Regions from separate parts of the Mus musculus genome. Here region 1 is linked to region 2. Evidence: chromatin contacts called from public promoter capture Hi-C data. All regions are on one chromosome and are shown on one strand. The core of a region is the stretch at or near the end of the contact, and the rest is flanking DNA. Distances in the headings are between cores, read along the strand shown. Region 1 holds the start of C130060C02Rik (RIKEN cDNA C130060C02 gene). Region 2 has its middle 290 kb from the start of Tle4.

Region 1 (4,952 bases), core at 1,552-4,051, 1.1 Mb after region 2:
GGTCTGGCGAGAGTGTAAAGGAGGCACAAACTGCAGTTAGTAGGTGCTGGTTCTGTGCTAAGTGAGACCATCTACACAGAGGGAAACTGAGTTCAAGACAGCAAAGCCAGCCAGGAGCTTCTTCAATAGTACAGTCAAAACAGCTGAGAGAGAGAAACAAGTCGTGTCTAGGAGGCTAACACCCACAGCCTATACCCACTGGATATGAGACATGGAAATATTGCAAAGAATGCCTTATGCTAGACATAAAATACTAGCATGATCAGGTAGGCCTGCCTTGACTCTAAGTCATCTTCTTTCATCGTTCCTTAAATCTGGGCCATTACTATGGCAGTCAAGGGCCAGACTTTCAAATCTGCCCCTAGCAAATCTAGCTCATCACACCTTCCCTTTCCAATAGTAACTTGCAGACACTTAGCACACACAACACGCTTTAACCAAAGAATCCACAACAGGCTTGTTTCAATGGATTTTATATGTGTGAGAATTTAAATTTAAAATATGAAACTCTGGCCTTAGGTTGCCTACAACACAGGTTTTCCTTACATGATACCACTCTTAAAAATAAAAAAGCAAAGGGGTGGGGGGGGGGGAGAGAAAGGAAAGAAGGAAGAAAGGAGGAAAGAGAAAGAGATAGAGAAGGAAATTAGGAACTGAGATGACCAGACTGATAAAGGTACTTGCAGGAAAAAATGTTGAGGACCCAAACTTGGATGGCCAGCAAAGTAAAAGCCTATATGTAATCTGTGAAGGAACAAAAGATGATCCCTAGGGCAAACTAGCTAGCCAGACAAAGGAATCAGTGAGTCCCCTGGGGGGGGGGGCGGGGCAGGAAGGGGAGAAGAACCTGCCTGAGTAAACAAATGGGAAAGCTGAAAGACATTCAGGGCCAACCTCTAGACTCTATGCACACAACGTGTGTATGTGTACACATGCCACGTACACGTGTGTGCACACACATGCCACATACATATAAACACACAAACAACTATTTGCAAATCTAAAAATAAAACGGAGTGTGAAAAATCAGCTGGAAGGATGGCCCAGTAGTTAAGGGCATTTGCTGCACTGGAGTTCCGTGATCCCAGAACCCACATAAACCAGGCGTCAGGAGCAGGACTTCTAACTCCAGCATGGAAGGGGCGGAGTCAAGAGAGCAGTTGGGGCTTATTGGCTTCCAGCCAAACTAAGAAAACAGACCCTGTCTCTCTCAAAAAATAAATAAATAAAATAAAATAAAAAATAAATTTAAAAAATGGGTGAAGAGCCATCAAAGGACACCCAACACCCCTTTCTTGTTTCTGAGTGTGCACATACGCCAATACTAAGATACACAAACACACAAATATGCAAATCAGTAAGGAACATATATATTGGATGGTAATTTTTTTTTTTTGGCTTCTGGGCGGGTGTTCATGAATGACCATAGAAGCACCACAAAGACTTGGCTGGGAGTTACAAAAATTCAAATGAAAGGAACTTGTAAATACGTTATCTGCAAATAACCAGAGTCAACTGTTTTACAACGGGTTCGTCAAAAATAATAGTTCCAGTCGGGCAGTGGTGGCGCACGCCTTCAATCCCAGCACTCGAGAGGCAGAGGCAGGCCAGACTCTGAGTTCAAGGCCAGCCTGGTCTACAGAGTGAGTTCCAAGATAGCCAGGGCTACACAGAGAAACCCTGTCTCTCAAATAAATAAATAAATAAATAAATAAATAAATAAATAAATAAATAAATAAATAAATAAAAGAAACAAATAATAATAGTCCCTTGGGCTGGAGAGATGGCTCAATGGTTGGACATACTTGCTGCTCTTGCAAAGGATGCGAGTTCGGTTCCCAGCATCCATATGGTGGTTCACATATGGACTCCGACCTCTTACCCCCTTTTCTGTACTCCGCAGGCACTGCACACACATAGTGCACATACACACGCGAAGGCAAAACCCTCAAATATTTTTCTAAAAATCAAAAAAGACGTCCCTGATTATTTTTTTGTTATACATTTTTTTCTTTCCATCTTTAACCTTCTCCTTTTCTGTATTAAACTTGCAATTACGAATGAAGGGAGATTGTACATTTAAACCCCTAAAAGAAGAGAGGGCAGGGACCATTTGCTAAATTATCACGCATATTCCCCTCGGGGTGCAGAGTTGGTCATCCTCGCTGTAATAAGGGGCAGTGTCGAGTTCTACTCCCTAGCTTGACTACTCCAGACAACGGACCGAGGCGGCAACCTGCAAGGGAGGCGGCGGCAAAAACTCCTTTGTGGCTAGGTGGAGGCCGCTTCGCAGGCTGATCCTGCACCGGGCTCCCACTTCTCCGACCAAACCCTCGCACCTCCGGACCGCAGAACTGTTTCCCCGAGCCACGGCTGGAAGGAGCTCTTGATGGCCACCAGCGGCAGGTCGCGGTTCACCCTGAGCGTGCTGAGCAGCGGTGCCCAGTCCACCGCGCGCAGCCGGTCGGCATTGAAGTCCAGCACGCCGTCCCGCAGGCAGGCGCGCACGGCGGGCAGCGGCACGGAGTCCTGCAGCGCGCACAGGTACTCGTAGTGCGAGAAGAAGTCGGCCGCGCAGTCGCGCCGGAGCTTCACCGAGTCGATCATGACCGGCAACCCCGGGGACCTCCACCAGCCGCCCCGCGCCGCCTCCCGCCACGCCTCGGGCGGTTAGCGCCCGCTCTGGGAGCCGCCGCCGCCGTTCTAGTCACCGGCGAGCTCCCGCGGGCGACGTGCGCATGCGTCGGCGCGCTCGCTGTGCGTCAGAGCGCGGGCCACGCCCACCCGGGCTCGCTACGTCCAACGCGCCATCAGCTGGAGGCGAGTAGATGCTCTGCAGTGAGCGCGCCTCTGGGTACCAAAAGTGAGGTGCAATGGAGTGACGACCTGAGAACCGGGCTTGACCTGAGAACTGAGAAGCGGGTTTAGCCTCGAGAAGACTGTTAGAAGCGCTCAACTGTTTATGCTTCCTCACCGAGAGAAGTCACAAGAAGAATTTCCCAACACGTATGCAAACCAGGTGGCTTCCTTCCTCTCTTCTTTGGGTTAGGCAAAGCTAGAGTTTAGCTTAGTATCCTCCATTGATGGTGGATATTTCTCTCCCTCTCTATCTCTCTATGTGTTGTTTGAGACAACGTTTCTCTGTATAACAGTCCTGGCTGTCCTGGAACTCACTTTGTAGACTAGGTTGGCCTCGAACTCTTACTAGTTTTCAATGTTAGTACTCTAAATAAACTCGAAGACGACTCCTGTATCACAGAGAGACCATAATTTCATTACGGTTTTATTATTAATGATTTTAACAGAGTTAGTAACATTGAGCATAATAGCTATGGAAAGTGAACTTGGGATTCACTCAGCAGTGGTTAAGTTGAGCTATTTTATTCCCTATGTCATGTTATTTAGTTATGCATTAAAATGAATTACTTTGAGCAGAAACAAAGTGAACTCTGGGTAATAAATACATCAGTCTGTTTTATTCTTTTTAAGGATTTATTTATGGGTACGTGCCTGTATGCTATCTGTGTGCAAGTGTCCAGAGTGACCAGAAGAAGGCATCAGATCCTCTGGAACTGGTGTTACAGGTGGTAGTGAGCCAGTCAGTGTAGGTGCTGGGAACCAGACTCAGAGCCTCTGAAAGAAGAGCTGTCTCTAGCCACCATTTCAGTTACATTTGTAAAAGATTTGCTTATATTTTTATTCAGTGTGTGTGTGTGTGTGTGTGAGTGACACGTGTACACAGTGCTTAGGGATATCAGAAAGGGGCGTCAGATGCCTTGGACCTGAAGTTATAGGCATTTGAGACATTTGTGACCCACCCACCATAGGTGCTGGGAATGGAACCCAGTCCTCTGGAAGGGCAGTTAAGTGCACCTAAGTGCTAAGCCATTTCTCTGAAATACTTTAAAGCACATTTATAAATTCCTGAGGTATGAGTTTGATTTTCTGTTTATAAGGCATACTATATTCAAGAGACATTATGAATGACAGGCTAAATGTCCACAGTTAAGTCTTTTGTGTCCTCATTCACTTCTTTTAAAACATAAGTTTGTTGTTTTTAGTCTGTCATTGGTAACTGCGAAGTGTTCTCGTAAATGGAAGGCTCTATTCTGGCTTTTGTTTCTTTTGGATGGATGATGAAGATTGTGGCTAACACTGATAACTAGTACTTTTTATTTCTGTAGCATTGTTTATTTATTTTATTTTATTTTATTTTATTTTACTTTGATACAGTGTCTTGCTACGTAGCCTGGCCTCTTCTGGACTTCGTCATCTTCTTTCAGCTTCCTGAGTGCTGGGATTATAGGAAGGAGCCACTACATTCAGCCAGTCAGTTTAAATAGAGTTCCACCTTTCCCCGTAAGAAATATACTGTTACATATCTGCTTTACAGATGTGCAAAGTGATGAATTGTGCAGTTAGCATAAATCCTGAGAACTAGCCAGATGTCCTGAACTTGTATCCAGTCTCTAGAACAATGACAGTCTCCAATCAAGCTTTAGACACTGTGTTCATAACATTCCTCTCCCACTAACTGAGTTCTACAACCTTTTTTCAACACTACAGACACCACCCACTCCACTAAGATTTCCTAGCTATGGACAGTGAGTTTTTTGTACAATATTTAAAGTAAAATAGTGAGTTAGTTTACCCACCACCTAGCTTGGGAGGAAACATCACCATTTCTGTTGGGAGCCTTGTGGAGCCATTCTCTCTATCACAACTACGGTCTTCTTCCACACCGAGACAACTGTGTCACCAAGCCTTCTGTGCCTCTCTGCAGTGGGTGTCTTAATAGTTCTGCCATTTGTACATGGCCCTCTAGCAAATTTTTCCTAGTTACTGTTCTTTTTGCTAGGTTCGTCCATGTTGATACATGGTGGAGAATTTTGTATAATTCATTTATTTTCTTAATGTAGCTGTCCATCATTTTCTTAAACCTTCCTCTCCCT
Region 2 (4,730 bases), core at 769-3,268:
TACTTCTATTATTTCTCCATTACAGAGAAACTGAGTCACTCTGTGGCAACTTGATTCATGCAATAACTTCAGTGTTTTTTGAAGGCAGGTGCAGTTTCCATGCCTTTGACAATGGAGGTTATCTGAGCATCATGTAAATTTCTACCCTTGACAGATTTTAGTTTTTGAATAAATGTATCCCTGCCCTATCTCTGCAATTACTGAGCAACTCATAGAAGCTGTTTTCTTCACTGTGTATGCATAATTGGTGGAGAATCTTCATATTTTTATAGAATGTCAAATACGGAGAACCTAGGGCGTTGTGCGGGGGGGGGGGGGGATAGGGACTCGAGTTAAGCGTTATCATGGAGTTCTTTCCCTTTTATGATCTTCAGGAGTGGGGAAAGGAGTGATTGCAGCATCTTTCCCATAGCCACTTTCTTAGCTGCTCTCCTAGCTGTTTCCATGCAATTCGACGGAATGTTGTCAAAGCAGCAACTAATGGAATGAGTTTTGTCTCCCCCACAGTGATTTGGATTTTGGTTCTGTGTTCACTCATCCATGATAGTGTACGGAACAAAGAGGGAGAAGGCTAAGTAAAGCAAGCAGTGGGGGTGGCGAGGGTGGGATAGAGGAGCTGCTGGCTATTAAATTGGGAAGGTAAATAGACTATGATAGTTGCTGATCCCTAAGGGCCATATCCATTTCTCTTGAGTAAAATTTACATGCATCACTGTGTATAGAGCTCTCAGTGAGTTCAGGTTGGTATGGTAATGTACCACAGGCTGTGTGGCTTGTAACTAGTAGAAATTTCTCACCTCTCTGGAGCCCGCAAGTCTGGGGTGGAGAGCCCGAGAGAGTTCTCTGGGACTCTTTTGTAAGGACGATAATCCCATCCACAAGGGTCCCACCCCATGACCCAATTGTCTTTCACAGACTCCATTTTCTACTACAACCACCTAAGGAGTTAACATTTCAAAATACAAGTTTGGAGGCATAGTGACATTAATACCAACAAGGAGTTTAGAAGAAACTACATCTGCTAACTTCCTATCGCATGTCAGGTATGGGGAATATACCAGGAAGAGTGTAAGAGCATTTTTCTTTCGTAGTTTCCTTCTGAAGGTCTATATAATGTCCTGATTAACTGCTTATCCATGTAGCTACCTTGCAGAAGGCAGAAGGCAGCTTACAAAATGCAAACATGAAGTAAGAAACACATACTGAGCATCAGTTGAGAGGTGGAGGCATGGACACAAAGGCATCCTTGTCTCTCTGTAAGATCTTCTTCCTACCCAACACTGACTGGAAGCCCATAACAAAGGCAGGCCACCCCTTGGTGACTGTATCGATTTCCTTTCTGGCTCACAGGCTATTTCTGCGGTTACACATACCCACAGCATAGCCAAGGCGCTTCTCTATTCCATGCTATTAGGGAGGAGAGAAGGCTGTACCTACCCCAGACTGGTCCCGTCATCCTCTGTCCCATCTTTTGTGTCTGGAGTTCATACTGCCTTTTGTCATTTCTGCCAGTGGAATTTTCAAAAGCAAGAATCCAACTTCCTTTGGCCACTCAGAGAGTGTACAGTATATTTGATGTCTGGGACATCAAACAAATGCTTGTGCTCACAGTGCAGAAATAATCCCAGACAAAAGACAACTGTGGCTATGCAGAGAATACCAAAGAGACAGGGTCAGGAAATTACCAGGCAAGCCAAAGAAGAGGCTGTTCCACAAACTCAGTTCACCAGTGAGAACAGAGGGGAGCTTGCTGCCTACACGCTCAGCTGATAACACCAGGAAAGGCTCGTCAGGCCTGAGTTGGATCCTTCTTCCAGACCCAACTTGGAATAGTCGGGGGAAACCTGCGCGTGGCTAATTAATAGTGAACTCAGCACGTGCACCCCCAAGGAAAAGACTGGTCCGAAAAGACTATGACTAGACCAGCCAAGGCTCTGATGTGAGTCTACGAGGAGAGTCTCCCCTCCCCTTCTTGTGCTGTGGCTTCCCCAGAGGCCAGGGAGCCGACGGGAAGCTGGGGTATTTCAGCACTCTGCTCTCTCTTTCTCACTTGCTCTGATGGTCCACCCCTTTCCATCCCCCTCCTCGAGGCCTAAGAATTAAGGGGTGAATTAATTGGAAAGGTGGGGGGAGGGAAAGTCAGGACCTGGGAACTGCAAATCAAAGGAGCCTGTCTCTCCAGAGGGCTCAGAGGGAACCCTGTTCACAATAGCAGTTCAAGTTCACCTTGTGTGAAGGGAAAGAGGTGTTTTAATGGCACTGTAGGAAGAGGGGAGGAGAGGGAAAGAGGGATAGAAAATCAAAAGAGAGAGAGGGAGAGAGGAGAGAGGCGCAAATCCAAATGTCGATGTGTAGACACAGTGAGGAGAGCCTGCTGGCTGACAGGGTGATTTATTGGATTCTTCCACTTAATCACTGCCGGCCTGTGGCCAAACGGATCTCCAGCAAAGCTGAAAGGCAGCCGAGGGAAACAGGCTCATAAGCATAAAGCCGCATAATGGTGTTCAATGAAGTGTGAGACTTTTAGTTCAGTCTCGCTGAGCCGGCCGCACCGCCGGAATGTCAAAGAGGGATTGTGGGTGGAAAAATTATGGATTTAAACTGCTAGCTGTAAATGAGGTCAATATGTCTGGTTCATAAACAGTCCGAGCCTATTCCAAGAATGCAGTGAGGGGGAAAATTAGCGTGAAGCCAACACTGTAGACAAACCTCATTGAGATATAATTGCAGCTATAAATACAAGCGAAAAGCTTACCGAGTGCAATAAAATACAGACACGCTTTTTTATTTCCGTCTTCTTCCTTCTTTGAATCCATGCATTTGTTAAGGCTGCGCATCTCTAATGCGCCTTTCATCTCCCCCTCCCTCTCCTAGTGACACCCAGTGTTGCAATTAATTGAGTGTTCTTGATTTCTCATTCCATTTTATTCAGGCGAGATTGGAAAAAATCAAAGAGCACATCTAAAGCATTTTCTCCCCCTTTGCCTCTCTATTTGAATCAGGTTGAAATGTGCGTGTGAGGGAGAGGAAAAAAAAAAAAAAAAAGCCGTGCTTATTTTTTTTCATGAAGAAGAAAGATCCAAGGAAAAAGGCTTTTTAAAGTAATACATCTGTGAGGTCATTTGAATCTCAGTTTAATGAAGGGAATCAAAGACATCTATAGAGTCTTATGATGGGGATTCCTGCGGGGGGGGGGGGGCACCTTATCTGGCCTCGTGAGACAGTGACTCAAAATTAATATATATTTTTTCACGTTCTCTTTTTTCTTTTCAAACTCCAGAGAATCTCATTACTTTGTTTTGCACTTGAGCTCAGGGGACAGAGGACAGACATTAGCAAACTTACTTTGCCCGGTTTAAAAGCCGATACAGTAATAAATTGAAGTCTAATAGCTCTGGTCAGGCTGTCTTTCCCCTAAACCAATTGATTTAAATGGCAGTAATTTGGCCAGCGAGGCTAGTCCTGTTTAAATTAAACCCATTAATATAATAGCTCAAGTCCTGAATGAAATCCATCTGCAGGGAAGGCTCCACCGGTCAGTAGTTTCATAACTGTGAGGGGATGTCCTGAAACGCCCACAGTCGAGCAAGCAGGAATTACAGATTACAGGCGAGACCCTGGTGTGTGTGTGTGTGTGTGTGTGTGTGTGTGTGTGTTGCGGGGGGGGGGGGGGAGGGGAGAGATAGAGAGAACACACACATTCAAGTGAGAAACTGCCCTGATGATTCCATGGGAAATGACCTTGGTCATTAACAATGAGAGGTTAATTGTGTTAATAGCAGCAAGCAGAGTTCCTGTGGGGAAAGCCTGAAGCTTCTATCTCCCTCCCATCCCATCTCACAAAGGAGATGCTTTTCCTTTTTAACTGTTCTTATTAAGCATCATAGACCACCCAAAAAAGCATGTTTTCCTTTCAGTGTGGACCACAACCCTTTGCCACTGAAGGTCTGCATGGGTGCAGATTTCATCATTGGATATCAAAATAATGTCTGTACTAAGTACACAGTTGGTTCAGATGTGGGTTCTTTGCAAGTTTATGTTAAGGTGTCCACACCAGAGGGCTTGGTTTGAACATCAGGAATGTAGCCGGAGTTCTCATCTCAGAGTCTGAGTTAGTGTTTAAATCAGAGCAAATTGTCTGCCATCTGTTCAAAAGGGAGCACGCTTCTTAAGCAGACCGGGGAAAGCCTGGCCGGGGGAGCTGTGGAGCCCTGAGGATTTCACCACGCATGCACATTTGACAGATGTCAGTGAAATAACATGGATGTCCACCAAAAAGATGAGACTTTCCGTTAGTACAGTAGGAGGTGGCTCAGGTGTGACCACAAGACTGGGGCTGAGGATCTGGGGTACTGGAGGTAATCATGGCTTTCACCCGTTTCCACACCTTCTGTTTATATGATTGTCTAAGCCTTGTGGCACTCTTGGACACCCTTTCTGAGTTTATTTAATGCCTAAGAAGGAATTAAAAATGGAAATGCTGCTCTGCTCATGACTCTTGTTGGGGTCTATGAGAATACATAGGAATGAGCTTGGTCTCTACAGCGTGGAGCATAGCTAGACAGCAGCAGTTCTAGTCATGTGAGGAATTATATGACTTTATTATATGCATTATGTCATTGTAATTTTGTTCAAAATCTAATTTTGAGAAAAGATTGCATAGTTGCACCCAATGGTTAGTAGATATTTTCCATATTTTGGGCATTGTGATAGGGTATTTTACATAAGCT

The links. Promoter capture Hi-C pulls out the DNA fragments that hold promoters and counts their contacts.
Region 1: a contact with region 2 is called in a promoter capture Hi-C map of second pharyngeal arch cranial neural crest, with 3 times the contacts expected there. A contact is called at or near these places in 3 of 39 promoter capture datasets (hippocampal neurons, pre-B cells and second pharyngeal arch cranial neural crest), 2 of 130 datasets of targeted methods (astrocytes and embryonic forebrain) and 1 of 9 other capture datasets (embryonic tail).

The regions. Positions count from the first base shown.
Region 1 is chr19:15,982,274-15,987,225 of GRCm38.p6, forward strand. It overlaps C130060C02Rik (RIKEN cDNA C130060C02 gene), which reads left to right and starts at 2,802. Exons shown (of 3, transcript NR_045355.1): 1 at 2,802-3,019; 2 at 4,234-4,359. It overlaps Cep78 (centrosomal protein 78), which reads right to left and starts at 2,716. Exons shown (of 15, transcript NM_198019.2): 1 at 2,340-2,716. The coding sequence starts at 2,607.
Region 2 is chr19:14,888,408-14,893,137 of GRCm38.p6, forward strand. No RefSeq gene overlaps it. Among named protein-coding and RNA genes, the nearest start is that of Tle4, 290 kb to the left of the region's middle.